Linked DNA regions of Sus scrofa: region 1 is linked to region 2. Evidence: chromatin contacts called from public HiChIP or PLAC-seq data. All regions are on one chromosome and are shown on one strand. Each heading gives the region's core, a stretch centred on a gene start, on an enhancer-like site or on the middle of the called end of the contact. The rest is flanking DNA. Distances are from core to core; before and after follow the strand shown. Region 1 overlaps UBR4 (E3 ubiquitin-protein ligase UBR4). Region 2 overlaps IFFO2 (intermediate filament family orphan 2).

Region 1 (6,410 bases), core at 2,558-5,057, 200 kb after region 2:
GATTAGGAGTTGATGTTCGTTCGTTTTTTTCTTTTTTTTTTTTTTTGTCTTTTTAGGGCCGTGCCCTTGGCACAGAAAGGTTCCCAGGCTAGGGGTCAAATTGCAGCTATAGCCGCTGGCCTATGCCACAGCCACAGCAACTCGGGATCTGAGCCGTGTCTGCGACCCACACCACAGCTCATGGAAACACTAGATCCTTAACCCACAGATGGAGGCCAGGGACTGAACCTGCATCTTCATGGATACTAATCAGATTCATTTCCGCTGAGCCACAATGGAAACTCCCGAAGATGTTCTTTCTAGATGTTCTTATGCAATATATTCGATTCACTCCCCAAAGTCAAACAATTTATCTCGGGTGGTGATAAATAATTTTAGGACAAAAATGAGAGGTGCACAAATCTCAGGTTGATCCCATCTGTAATGTGAGCAAATGACACTGGGAAGAAGCCCAAGCACCGCTCCTCATAATGGAAGAACCACTGCCAGGCAGGGGCGGGATCAGAGAGGGGAGATCCTGGACCCTGAAGGCAAGTTCACACGGCACAGCACCCTGCCGGGTACCACAGGCTGACCCTGACCTCGGCCCTGGCCAGATGTTCTCTAAGCGCTGACAAGCCCTGAGGGTGCTGCTCCATCCTGTTACCTACTTTGTTGAGCCCCAGCACACACCCTCTCCCTGTCCGACTGCCCCTCACCGGCCGTACCAGGCTGATAAGCGTGTCATACTGCAAGGCGGAGCCTGAGCTGGCCGTGACCACGCTCGCCCGGAGGAATATCCCCTGCTCCTCCAGCAGCTTCTTGATCCCACGCACATGGGAGTCCAGGGTGTGCAAATCCCGGAGCTGGCGGTACTTCTCCTTTGACCCACAGATGAAAAGCAGAAGTTTGCGGACTTGCCGGCGCACAAACGGGGTTTGCTGGATCATCAGGTACTTGAAGGGAGAAAGAGCACAAAGTGTCAATGACTCTGGAACTGTACATGCACAAGCCGTGGCCCTCTGGGTTTTCATGAACTATTATTAAAAACTGGTGAGGAACACAAACCAAGCTATGTCCTCACAGTCAGGCTACCTCCTGGTGAGCTTCAGTAACCCTTAGAGGGACAAGAAGAAAGGCATAGAAAGACAAATGTCCAAAAGGGGGAAAGAGCGGTATTCCTGCTACCCCTGTGAAGAACTGAGGGATCTACAGGGAAGCTGGCCTCCACTCTGGCGCACTCAGAGTGAAACTCTGTGGGAAAGAGATTCAGAATCCCCGGTCCAGGTCAAAGAGGTGGGCAGAAGCTCCACAACATGAAGAGGTCATCTGGGGTTTGCTAACATTAACCTCACACTTGCTGTGTGAGTTATTAGACTGTCTTCTCTCAGTTCCAAACCCACCCTGTTCTGGGATGTCCAGTCCAGAGCTACGCTAAATGAACTGCTGCTCTGCAGTGGGTTCCCTGAGGGTCTGCCAACGGGAGCATGGGAGGGACGCCAGAAGGCCAGAGGAAAAGGGACTCGCTCCTCCCTGTTTGCCTGCCGTCCTAGCAGCCCTTCACCCTGGCGGCCTCCAGCATTTCTTCAGTCAAGGACAAACCCGGCGCACGGGGTCCTGTCCATCAGCTCCTTTCACACCTGCAGAACCAAGCACCCTGCAGCCCCTGAGACCTCGGGGTGGTGCTGCAGCAGCCCCTCCTCAGATCCCCCAGGCCTCTCCTCCCCATTCGTGGGGCTGCTGGCAGCTGCTTCTTGCGGTGACTATCTCTGCGTCACCTCAACATTCCCTTGTTATCTTTTTGGTTCTTCAACAGCTGTTTAACCCATTCTCTATATTAAAACCTCCCAGTTACTTTAACTAGGACACTTTTCCGTTTTCCAGACAGAGTCCGGACTGCTAAACTTGTCCGTTATGACCACGTGTGGGCGAAGTTAAATGTACGGAAGCAGAGACGAGAGTGGACGGCCTGCTTTGATGGCCATCTTCCACGGTCTCACTACTCTCCGGAAGGGCGAGACCTAAATGGTGGGGGGACTCTGCTGGGGAAATACCGCACGAGGGTCAGGGCACAAGGCGGCCACAAAGGCAGTCACAGCTGGCGGATCCTCTGCTCGACTGGCACCTTCACTTACCTCTGAGAGAAAGTAAAACCACGAATGATCAAAAACGGGAGGTGGGATTCGAGAATTGGTGTCGGCGATCTTCTTGATTTGGTAGGGCAGCCTCAGGACCATCTCCGTTAGGAGCTGAGTGTAGGCCTCAAACACATCAGCAGCGTGGCCCTGGGAGAAGAACACTCGTGTAAAAACCTGTGACTGACAAGCTTCCGTGGCCAGAGTTAGAAAAGAGGCCAGCTTACTGCCGACTAGGTACCACTTATGCTGGAGATGGTAAGTGGTGCCTTTCAAAACTGGAGCCATCACGGACTGACAGTTTAGTTTACACACCCCCCAAAGGCCCCCGGCTCCTGGGGCAATTTCATTACAGGCAAAGGTTATGGTGGAAGCAGATCTCACTGCTCTTTAAAGTTCTCACATTTCACTCTGGTTTTTGACACTGGATTGATTTTTACTCTGCTTACATAAAAATTAGATTAGGGAAAAAAGAGAACACATAGTAGTGGAGAAGGATTTCTGACTTTCTGTGTCATCGAACTGGGGGTTGAGAGGAATAACATATGGTCTTTGCTGATAGTCTGGACGGAAGGACTCCACGCAAGCCCAGGGACCAGGGAAAGGCTACCTGGACCAGACTGGACAGCAGGGAAGTGTGCGTTGGGGAAGGAGCCAATGCCTGAACTGGGTCCTGAGGAAAGACAAGGAATAACGAGCTGGGGAAAAGATGGGATGCAGAGGAGAGGAAAGAACTTCAGAAGGGACAGCATCTACGAAGGTAACAGCCACATGAGGAGAAACGCAGAGATCAGCAGGGCTGCATGCAGGGTGCTGCAGGTGAGGAAACAAGAGTTAAGTAGACAGGTGGATCCACAAAGAAGTTTTTGACCTAAAAGTTATAATAGAAAACTCGCAAAAGGTTATAGAAAAGAGAAGGACATGACCAGATTTGCATTTTATCCCCTTACATTCCCACACTACTCAAAACTGATTATGGAATAAGAGCCAGCCCAGGCCACGCTACTCCACTACAGGGACTCAAGTGGGACAGAAATGGTAGTAATTAACATTTATGAGCCACACTGGCATGTGCCAGGCACTGTACTTCACAAGCATCACCTCGTTCAGTGCTTACAACAAGTCTATAAAGCAGATTCATGTGCAGCCTCATTTTCCAGGTGTACACACTGAGGCTTACTGAGGTCAGACAAAACTTCTCCAAGCTTCACGGCTGGTAGGTGGCAACATCTGTTCCCTGAGACCTGTTCCCAGACTCACCTGACCAGAAAGCCCATCTTCTCAACTAGCCTGATACAGGGCCTCACGACAGCAGGGGGAGTACGTGACATTCGTGGCTCCATCTACACTACTCACAGAGGGTGAAGAGGAGAGTGACAGTTCTCTGGCTGAGGGACAGGAGTGGGCCACTGTCGGGGAAGGGCCTCACCTTCACGTACTGGCGGAGGAAGAACGGGCTCATGTCGGGTGGGGATGACGTAGTGTGCGGTTTTAGCAACTGGCTGGTAGCCACGGGCTCCTCATCATTCTGCTGGCTCTTCCAATACTCCAGCAGGGACTTGAGCACGTGCAGGCAGTAGTCCACAGCCCCTGAGCTCAGCAGGGCTGCTGCCGTGGCACTGGAGATGAGGGAAGACGACTGGGGAGAAAGAGGGAGAAGCTGAGAATGGCCTGTAAAAGCTGTGTGTCATCCAGCTGTGGGGGTAGGAGACCCGCTCACAGGAGTCTGAGAATGCGCATGGTCATGGGAGTGAGTGAGTCAGTCTCTTGAGTTAGAGAAGTTTCCCAACCAGCTCAAACATTTCCCCAACTCTTTGGAACAACAGCATGGTAACGGAGAACAAAGAAACACTAGTTCTCAACTCTAATCTCCCTACTCATACGTGCCAGAAGCCAGGGAGGCAAGGAGTTGATAACCTTTCCACCTGGAGGGAAGAGGTTTTTTCTTTTCCCATGGGCAACTAGGAAAGAAGCCCATTTCTTTCAAGAAGAGAGAAAACTTTCCCCTATAGGCCCTTCTCAGCAACCCCACTCTCCAAGTAGGGGCTCTTCCCACAGCTTCCACAGGAGATGGGGTGGGGATCACATGAATAAAAAAGTAGGAGAAAAGCTACTGTAAATAAAACCATTAGGAGAGCCTTGCAAATCCCAGCAAACCCCACGGCTCGTAAGCTCATTAGGATGGGACGCAGTTCAGCCTCCATTTCTACCTTCCCTGCTCTGTGTTAATCTCCTTTCCACCCCGCACGCGCTGCTTTTTCTCTGCGTTATTACCATACCTTATAGCGACGCACAGAGGGGAATCCTCTTAGCCATTCTGCGCCTTGCAGAACAGTCCCTGCTTTTCAATAATGGAACTTCCAAACCCTTTAACCCCTCCAATGGAGGGATTGTTGGAAAAGATCAGAGCTTGGAAGGGATTCTGAAAGAGGTGGAGGCTCTGCTCCTGAAGAGGTGGGTGACAGCTTAGAATCTTACTCCTCCCGAGCGACAACGGCCTTGCTCTAACAGAGGGCTATCCCCTCTGCCCCTCGTCCTAGCACCCATCAGACATGAGCTCAAGGCTAAATACCTCACATATGGAAGATTTGGATCCGGACTTGGTCCTGGACATGAAGACACTCAGGAGCCTCATCACCACCAGGTGGACCTCGTTCAGGGCGCTGCGCTCGTTCTTTCTGGAGACATCCTGCAGGCGGAGGCGGAGCCCAGAAGACCACACTGACTCCAGCCTTGAGGGATCCTCTCAACAAGACCCCTTGCCACCCTGTGCCCACTGATGCTAACTATTCCTCCCATGGAATCAGAGACTAAGCAGGCCCCAGCGTCCCTGGATGATCCAGAGCCTGACACAGCCAGGAAGCCATGGTAAGAGACAAACAACCAATTTGCTGTTTACACCTTGAACAGCTACAAAAGGTCCATGAGGACAGGGACGCATGCACAGCCAGATCCAAAAGTATGTCTGGGCCAAAGTAGGCACCAAAACATCTTTGACGAATCAATAAGACTGCAGTCCTCAGGGTCACCCCCTGAAACTAGGTGAAGCTTCTTTAAAAGAGGAATGAAAAACTGAAAACTTGTCTCGCCAATCCCTGCTTATCACACAGTGTGACTCAAATTTCACCTTCTTATCCATGCCCAGTTCAGCAATAAGCTGGGACAGCAGGTTGTCCAGGGCACCCTTGTCCTTCTCATCTTCCCCATCCAGATCTGTAGTAAGCATCAGAATGACCTGGAAGTCAACAGAGAGATAAAACATGAAAGCCAGTTCCCCGAAGAGCAACAACACTAAACAAAGAGGTTTCCAAAGACCCCTTGGGTTTCCTGACTTCTCTGTCAATCATGTAACTAAATCCACGAAAAGGTTCTAAGTTTCAAGGTAATCAAAGTTGAAGTGTCCAGAGGCAGAAGAGCCCAGTTTTGGTAGATGCCACCCTTGGCATCACAGAAAATGTTCTGCAAAAAGTCTGCAAAACTAACTAACCTACATCTTATATCCAACAAAAGTGGCTTAAGATACAGCACTGTGCTGTGCTAAATAAAGAACAATTTTGCCTAAGAGAAAGGCAACTAGTGGGAGCATAGCCTCCAGACCACACTCTAACACCAATATTAACAGGGAGTTATTATATACTAAGAATCTCTGATGCTGACTTTTGTTCCTGGCTCTGTCAATAACTAGCTGGACGGCTGCAGACTGACACTGTTTATTTTATTTCTCTGATCCTTGGGCTTCTCATCTACAAAATGCAGGGCTGTTACTTGCAATTCAAAATTACATGTCATTATTCTATAACCTAATACCAAACAAGGCTTTACAGAGCCCCTGGAGGAGAGCTCTGATCATGCCAAAGGATGGTCCAACTATGATGAGATAGACCCAGGTGAACCGAGGGATACCTGCATGTATGGGATGGCCCGGACACCTCCAACATTTCGTAACTGGGGCAAGGTTTGCAGTAGTCTCTCCAGCAGCATCAGACGGACCATGTGCAGCCTGAAGGCCAAGGGAAACATGTGAAACTTGAGCTAATACACGAACACTAACCAGCTGAACATAGTTCTTTCCTCCTGCCATCAAGGTTAAATAAGGAACCTACTTCTTAGGAATAATCCTAGCATTTAAAAAAATGTGAGAAATGCCTTTGGAGGTAGGAAATGGAAGGAAAAATCTCTCTCTGCTGAAGGGGAGCAAAACTATTCCAAGATATAACTGATGGCCCTGAAAACTTATTAGAGGAAACTTAAAATATTTCTCAAGCAATCCGGTCCCAGTTGTTCTCAGTAATAAAA
Region 2 (6,562 bases), core at 2,204-4,703:
TGCCATGGCAGTGGCTACTGAGTGGTGAGCACGGTCTGGGTCCCGAGCACTGGCTCGGTGCTTCATACACATCATAGCAGCTTCTGTGTGAATGATTAACCTTCTCAAGTAAAGAATTTTCCCCCAAACCCATTTTGCCGATGAGAGACCTGAGGTTCAGAGAGGTGAGGTAACTATCTAAGGTCACAGAGCAAGCAAGCAGGGATGGGACTGAAGCCTAGCTCGTGCTCTAAAGCAACCAGGTTCCCACTGAGATGTGCATGGGAACCTCTGAGGTATCTCGCTCTCACAGAGACCCAGATCCCGCAGGCCTGGGATGGGGCTCACTTCTAGCTAGCTGCCCTGCAGAAGGCACTGTGGCAGCCCCCTCGCCTGGCTGAGCTGCACCCCAGCAGATGAGCTTGCACAAACGATTTCACGGGCCTGCAATTTCCAGAGCTGGATGGGTGGGCAGCTGGTGCACCTGCCCCCAGGAGACCGAGGAAGGACCCCAGTGTATTGATAGCAGCTGGCTTGACAGACGAAACCCGTTGCTCGTACTGACGTCCCCTCCCAGCCGCGACGGGAAAGCTTGGCTTTGCTGGCTCTGAGGTTGACAGTGCAGAAAAGCTTTGCCCTTCAGCTGCACCGGCTGACTGGGATGAACCGATGGATGGGCCATGTTTCTGAAGGCACCCCAGATGCTCTGCATTCACTGCAACTCAGCCCAGGGGGAGGGTGCCTGCAGCTTAACCACAAACTGGTCCACCAAGTTGTGGGCTCCAACATTCCAAAACTGCTTCCCAGGCCTTGTCTTGTCCCCTGACCTGGATCTGCCCATGGGAGTAAGGTTTCTGCAGGACGGGTGTCTCAGGCAGCAGGACCCACATAAGCAAAGATGGGCCAACAGGAAGGCCAGGGGATGGCCAGTTGCCACCGAAAGGGGACACACCTACGATGGGTTGGGGTTGGTGGATGTCATGTTCTTTAACCTTTGCCGTCCTGACTTTTATGTCCAGCCCACTCCTGGGCAAGGGAGCTCACACAGTGGGCTCTGAAGCTGGAGAGAAATTGCCTCCCCATTTCACGGGTGGGAAAATGAAGACTCGGTGCACGCAGACAACTCCAGCCAAGGCCAAGATGGCCTGAAGCCCTTAGCCCCACGCTTGCCCACCCTGATCCACCAGCTCATAAAACTTCCAAATTCTATTCTCTTGAAGGGAGAGGAGAGAGGGAGGGTCACTGGTCACCTCCTAGGTAGTGTTCACCACGCTGGGTCTTCATATGTTTGTAAAATATAAAATGTCACTTAATCCTCCTCTAAAAATGGTCCCCATTTTGCAGATGAGGAAACAGACCATCAGAGGTAACGTGATGCCCCTTTCGCTCCCTCCTCCTCAGCCTCCTCAACTCTATCCATTCTCCCAGGCTTGTTTCCAATGTCCTCGTCCCCAAGCCTCAGCAGCCACTTCATTGTTTTCCCTCCCCGGGCTCAGGCTTGAGGCAGCAGGGCTCGGGGGGCCACCGTCCCCAGGCGGCCTGGCTGGGGCATCTCCTCAAGCATGGCTCTCACCCAAAACGCCAGCCCACAATGCCAGGAACCGTGATGGATGGGCCGTGCTCCATCTTCTCCACCTCCAAAGCGCTCAGGCCCCAAACCAAGCTGCTCACGGCCCCAACCACACCACAGAGACTTCTCTCGCCCCAGCACCTCACCCTCAGAATGCTCTCGCTCTCCCCCTACCTGCAGACATCCTTTGACAATAGCCTCGGACCCGTGCCAGCTCCTCAAAGTGCTCTTAGTCTACAGATGCTCATGCCAGCCTCTGCAGGCAGAATGGATGATGGTGGCAGTGACGATGGTGATGGTGGTGGTGGTGGTGGTGGTGATGATGGTAAGGATGATAATGATGGCGGTGGTGGTGGTGATGGTGGTGATGATGGTGACAATGATGATGGTGGTGATGATGGTGACAATGATGATGATGATGATAGGGATGGTGGTGGTGGTGGTGATGATGGTGGTGGTAATGGTGATGATGGTGGTGGTGGTGATGGTGATAGGGATAGTGATGGTGGTGGTGATGATAATGGTGGTAGTGGTGTGCTCAGAGAGTCAACCCAGAATGAGTGCTTATGACATGCCAGGCACCATTCTCAGGTGCTTCACAGGTAGAGCCTCATTTTGGTCTTGCAGTAACCTCGAGGTTAGGTTATGATTATCTCCACGTCATTGATAAAGAAGCTGAAGTCCACAAGCATGAGCACCTCACCCCACATCACACAGCCAGCAAGTAGGGGTTGTTTCCATTTTACAGAAACAAGAGACTCTCAGAGAATCTTCAGAGGCAAAGGCTGAAAGAGACCAAGGTTCACCTAGACCACGCCTTTGAGGGTTCAGATAAGGAAACTGAGGTGCAGGGTCACCTGGGAGTGGACAGCTCCATGCCCTCCCCTCCCCTGGCCCAAGCCAACACTCGTGAGGAGTGAGGCCGAAGGACATGAGTCCAAACCCGGGGTTTGCCTCTGATCTGTCGCCATCACCCAGAGCCTGGATCTCTCCATCTGTAATGAGATGGAGTATGTGAGCCCAACACATCCCAGGGACACTGTCTGATGGGCAGGTGACCAGCCCACAGCCACAGGCCGGCTCTGGTTGGACTAGGTCTCAGGGCCCAGCTTCTGGCCCGGCCCAGCCTACTGCCCCCTGCGACTCAATCACCACTGTCTCTCTGCTGACCAGTGTCCAAACCCCGTGGGCCTGATCCACAACACGGCCGTGCTGGACAAGGGCAAGGGCAGTCCAGGAGGGCAAAGGACAAGCAGGGGCACAGAGTGTGGAGCCCACTGGTCGGGAACGTGGATGTATAGGCAGGCAGCACAGCCAGGCTCTCCAGCACTCATCTTAGGAGGTCTCGGGCACCCTGTTGGAGCGTAGAGGAACCATGGAGCAGACGTGTGTTCAAGGTGAGAAAAGGGGTCAGGTCTAAAGCTGGGGGTCTGGCCCCTCCAGCAGCCAGAGAACTAGTTATAATTAAGACTAGTTATAATTACGACTATGCTCACTGCACATGGTAAGGAGTCGGACAGTTGCTGAATGGATTTGATGAATAAATGAATAACCCAAGTGACGATCACGCCTCGCTCCCCTGCCTGTCCCCTCCCCAGCCAGGGTGCCTGAGCCTGGAACATTCTCAGTCTGCTGGGCCCCAGCCTGGGGGCTCTGGGGCCTCCCCCAGGAGAGGTCAGGCCAGGCAGAGGGCCAGCCTGGGCAGGAAGTGGGCAGGAGGAAGGAGAGACCTTCCCACAGCCCTGCCGGCTGTGGAGGGGAGGCAGGGCCGTCAGGACAGTGCGGGCGGGGAGAGGAAAGGACACCGCATCTCTCGGGGCTCGGCCACCATCTTAGCAGATGGAGCGCACGTGTGAGGAAGAGGCTGGGATGGGGAAGGAGGGGGCCGCCCCGCCTCAGCCAGATGTGGTCTCCCCACATTCCTGAAGAGCCACCGCTGGACCACGTGATGGACGAGAAGTCTCCGCCGGCCACTGGGGGGAGGGGATGGCAGCTTCAACAGCAGCCCCCACCCCCAGTCAACTCGCGGGGCCAGTCTCTCCCCTCCCCCATCAGCTCAGGATGACACATGGACCCGCAGGAAAGGGGCCACAAAGCCTGGCCCGCTGAGCAGCGGAAAGCCAAGCTGAAGTCACTGGCAGAGGGACTGACTCAGAGATTTTTCACTTCCTGTGCAGTCACGGAAAGAGGCTCCGGGGCTCCAGCTCTAGGGGAAACGGGGTGCAGCCCCAGTGAAACAATTTAGTCTCCTGGGACAGCCCTGGGGCTTCTGGGGAGAAAGTCCTAGAGACTCCTGGGTAGCAAGAAACTAGGTTGGAATCCTGCCCCTGCCACTTCCCAGCTGTATGACTCTGGGCAAGTCAGCCACCCTCTCTGGGGCTCAGTGGCCTCATCTGTGCGATGGGAAGCACCCCACCCCTTTAGAGGGTGGTTGGGAGAGGTACCTGAGGTGGTGCAGTGTGATCGAGAACACCTAGTCCCACCCCGACACTCCACGGCTCAATCTGATCTGGAGAATCCCACGGCTGGCTCCAGTGGCCAGACCTCAGAGAGCTGGGAGGACGCCCCAGGAATGGTCCACACCTTTCAAGGGGAGGCGGGCTGCCGGCACACCCAGGCCAACTCACTCAGGTGATGGGAAGCAAAAGCTCAGGGGAGGCTGGAGTGCAGAGCCGTCAGTGGAAAACTTCATTCTGGGCCAAGCGTGGGCCCTGCCTCGGGCGGAGGGCAGAAGGGTGGAGGGCAATTGCTCCCCTGGCATGGGGAGCTCACCCACTGCAGCACAGCCAGGTACAGGCTGCCAGGGGAGGGGACCGCTGCAGGGTGGGGTGGGGGTGGATGTGCCCTGCCCTAGCCTCACTGCCCTGACTGGCAGGTCCTTCTCTAGACTGACATCCGAGCTGGAGAAGGAGACTGCTGGCACAAAGCAGACCAGAGGGACCCTCCTTCCAACGCAGTTTCACAGAAGCCCACGGGTAACACAGTGGGCAGAAGATCAGGGCTGGCACTCACCCCTTAGCTTCTGCACAGCTCCCAACAGCTCAAAAAAAATCACAACTGGATCAGCTTCCTCATTCCACACTACCCTGCTTGTCTAAGACTATAACAATTCACGGTTGTGGCAGAAAAAATCACAGAGGAACCAAAAGGGCAGTGGGAGTGGGGGCGGGGCCAGGAATGCACCGCGAGCGAGAGCCACCCCCCCCCCCCCCCCCCCGCCCCCAGCAGCCAGTGCTGAAACACGTGGAGTCTCTCCTCTTTTGACTTCCTCCTCGTATCTGGTTTGCGCTAAGGATCTTCTCTCTCCAGTAAAAGGAGGGCCGAAACCCCCAGCCTGTGAGCGGAGAGGCGCCCCCATCCCAGCAAGCCCCGCTCTCACGGGTACCTCCCAGCACGGCCTCCCCCGCCCCCCGCGCCCTCACCATCCTACCCCTGGACTCTGGGGCCCCCTTGGGCACCGTGCCCCTGATCCGGGGAAGGGACGCCTCGCAGACGTGCCCATCAGAGCCCCAGCTGCCCAGCTGTACTCCGCGGCTCAGAAGGAAACACAAATTAAATGTCAACTGATTGTCTCCGCGGAGGAGGTATTAATTTAATGTGAACACTTAACCAGGGCAGCCGATTCCATTACAGGCGGGCGGTAATGGCCCAGCAGCCCCAGCACAGGCTGTGAGCTGGTGATGGGCCGGGTTGAGCAACCACCACATCAAGTGTGCACCTCTCCCCAGCATGCTGCCACTGCACGCGCACATACACACCCCCCCCCATACACACACACACACCCAGGCCCACTTTTCAAGCTGGAACAGCAGATGCTTTCAGGGATCTCAGCGGAGAGGTCTGTGCAAGGCTCCTCCAGAGGAGCAGGGAGTCTGATGTCCACAGGGAGGCACCCTGTAGAGGAGAAGGTTCTGAGCAAGGGAGCAGGAGATCCTGGTTCAAGTCCCAGCTCTGTTGTTGATCCACCGCACCACCCCAGCAAGTCCCTTCTCCACCTGGGCCTCAATCTGCCCAATGATAACATAATTCCTAAGAGTTCCTCTGGATGTGACACTGTGCAGCACCATTTGCAGACCTTGGATGCGGCCCTTCCTTGGAGCCTGAAAGAGGTGACAGCCTCAGGGGATGTCACTGCATCCAGAGTCATCCTGAATAATGGTGTGGGGCCTTTGGCCCCTGCCGTCACCGCTGGTGACCAAGCAGGGGGAGTGGATGGTGGCCTGCAATGGTTCCTCGCTGTCCACTCACTCACCCAGTCGGCTTGGCCCTCATAGAATCAAGGATGATAGGAGTCTCCGCCAGCCCCACCAAGAAGGGCAGAAACTGAGGATGTCGTCTGCCTCTGTGTGGTCCCTGGAGGGCCCGCTGACCACCAGCTAGAAACCTCAGCTCTCCTCTGTGCAATGCGGGTAGCGATCCCACTTTGTGGGGTTCACGAACATTAAGTGAGCTCATGTGAAGGACACAGGCACCCTTGCTGGACAATGGCTGTTGTCATCGCTGGTACTATCCTGCCTGTGCTTGTCTGGGGGAGGCGGGACGGGTGGGTACGTAAGGCCTGGACAACCTAAGCAGGGACACTTCTCTATCCTGCCCTGACCCTCTGGGGACCTGGAAGCAGCTGAGAGAGGTGGTGAATGAGGTTTCCCAGCAAGGAGGTGAATGCAAGCCCCTGCAAGCCCCAGGACCGTGGGGCTGAGCCGTGTGGAGGCATCCCCCTCCCCCTTCCTGTATCAGTGACCACGGGTACCTCTTCCAGGGCAGCTGGCCTATGGGGCTCCCACCAGGCCTTGGGAGAGGTGGGAGGGAGAGCCCGCAAACCTGTCACTGGATCACAATCCCTGGGTCCACCCCGCAGCCCCAGGCAACAAGACAGCCAGTATTGTACATGCATCCCGGTCTCTGCCCTGAACTTGCTGTGTCACCTTGGGCAAGTCGCTCCCCCTCCTCTAGCATCGCTTCCCCATTCTTAAAGCAATGGTGTCAAACGAGATACATTCGAAGGGCCCACCC

The links. HiChIP or PLAC-seq counts read pairs in DNA pulled down with a chosen protein or histone mark.
Region 1: a contact with region 2 is called in an H3K27ac HiChIP or PLAC-seq map of alveolar macrophages. The contact joins two enhancer-like sites. A contact is called at or near these places in 2 of 2 datasets of contacts at active chromatin or transcription factors (alveolar macrophages and skeletal muscle).

What each region holds. Positions count from the first base shown.
Region 1 is chr6:77,620,879-77,627,288 of Sscrofa11.1, forward strand. UBR4 (E3 ubiquitin-protein ligase UBR4) reads right to left here. Exons shown (of 108, transcript XM_021095464.1): 61 at 6,018-6,114; 62 at 5,242-5,349; 63 at 4,687-4,803; 64 at 3,544-3,753; 65 at 2,115-2,264; 66 at 708-935. Among named protein-coding and RNA genes, the nearest start is that of UBR4, 84 kb to the right of the region's middle. Within about 2 kb of position 3,808, at least 6 of the 83 cell types and tissues checked have an H3K27ac peak or open chromatin away from gene starts, as enhancers often do. A contact at or near this core is called in alveolar macrophages, where this site is marked.
Region 2 is chr6:77,424,133-77,430,694 of Sscrofa11.1, forward strand. All of the region lies in intron 1 of IFFO2 (intermediate filament family orphan 2), which reads right to left. Among named protein-coding and RNA genes, the nearest start is that of ALDH4A1, 23 kb to the left of the region's middle. Within about 2 kb of position 3,454, at least 42 of the 83 cell types and tissues checked have an H3K27ac peak or open chromatin away from gene starts, as enhancers often do. A contact at or near this core is called in alveolar macrophages, where this site is marked.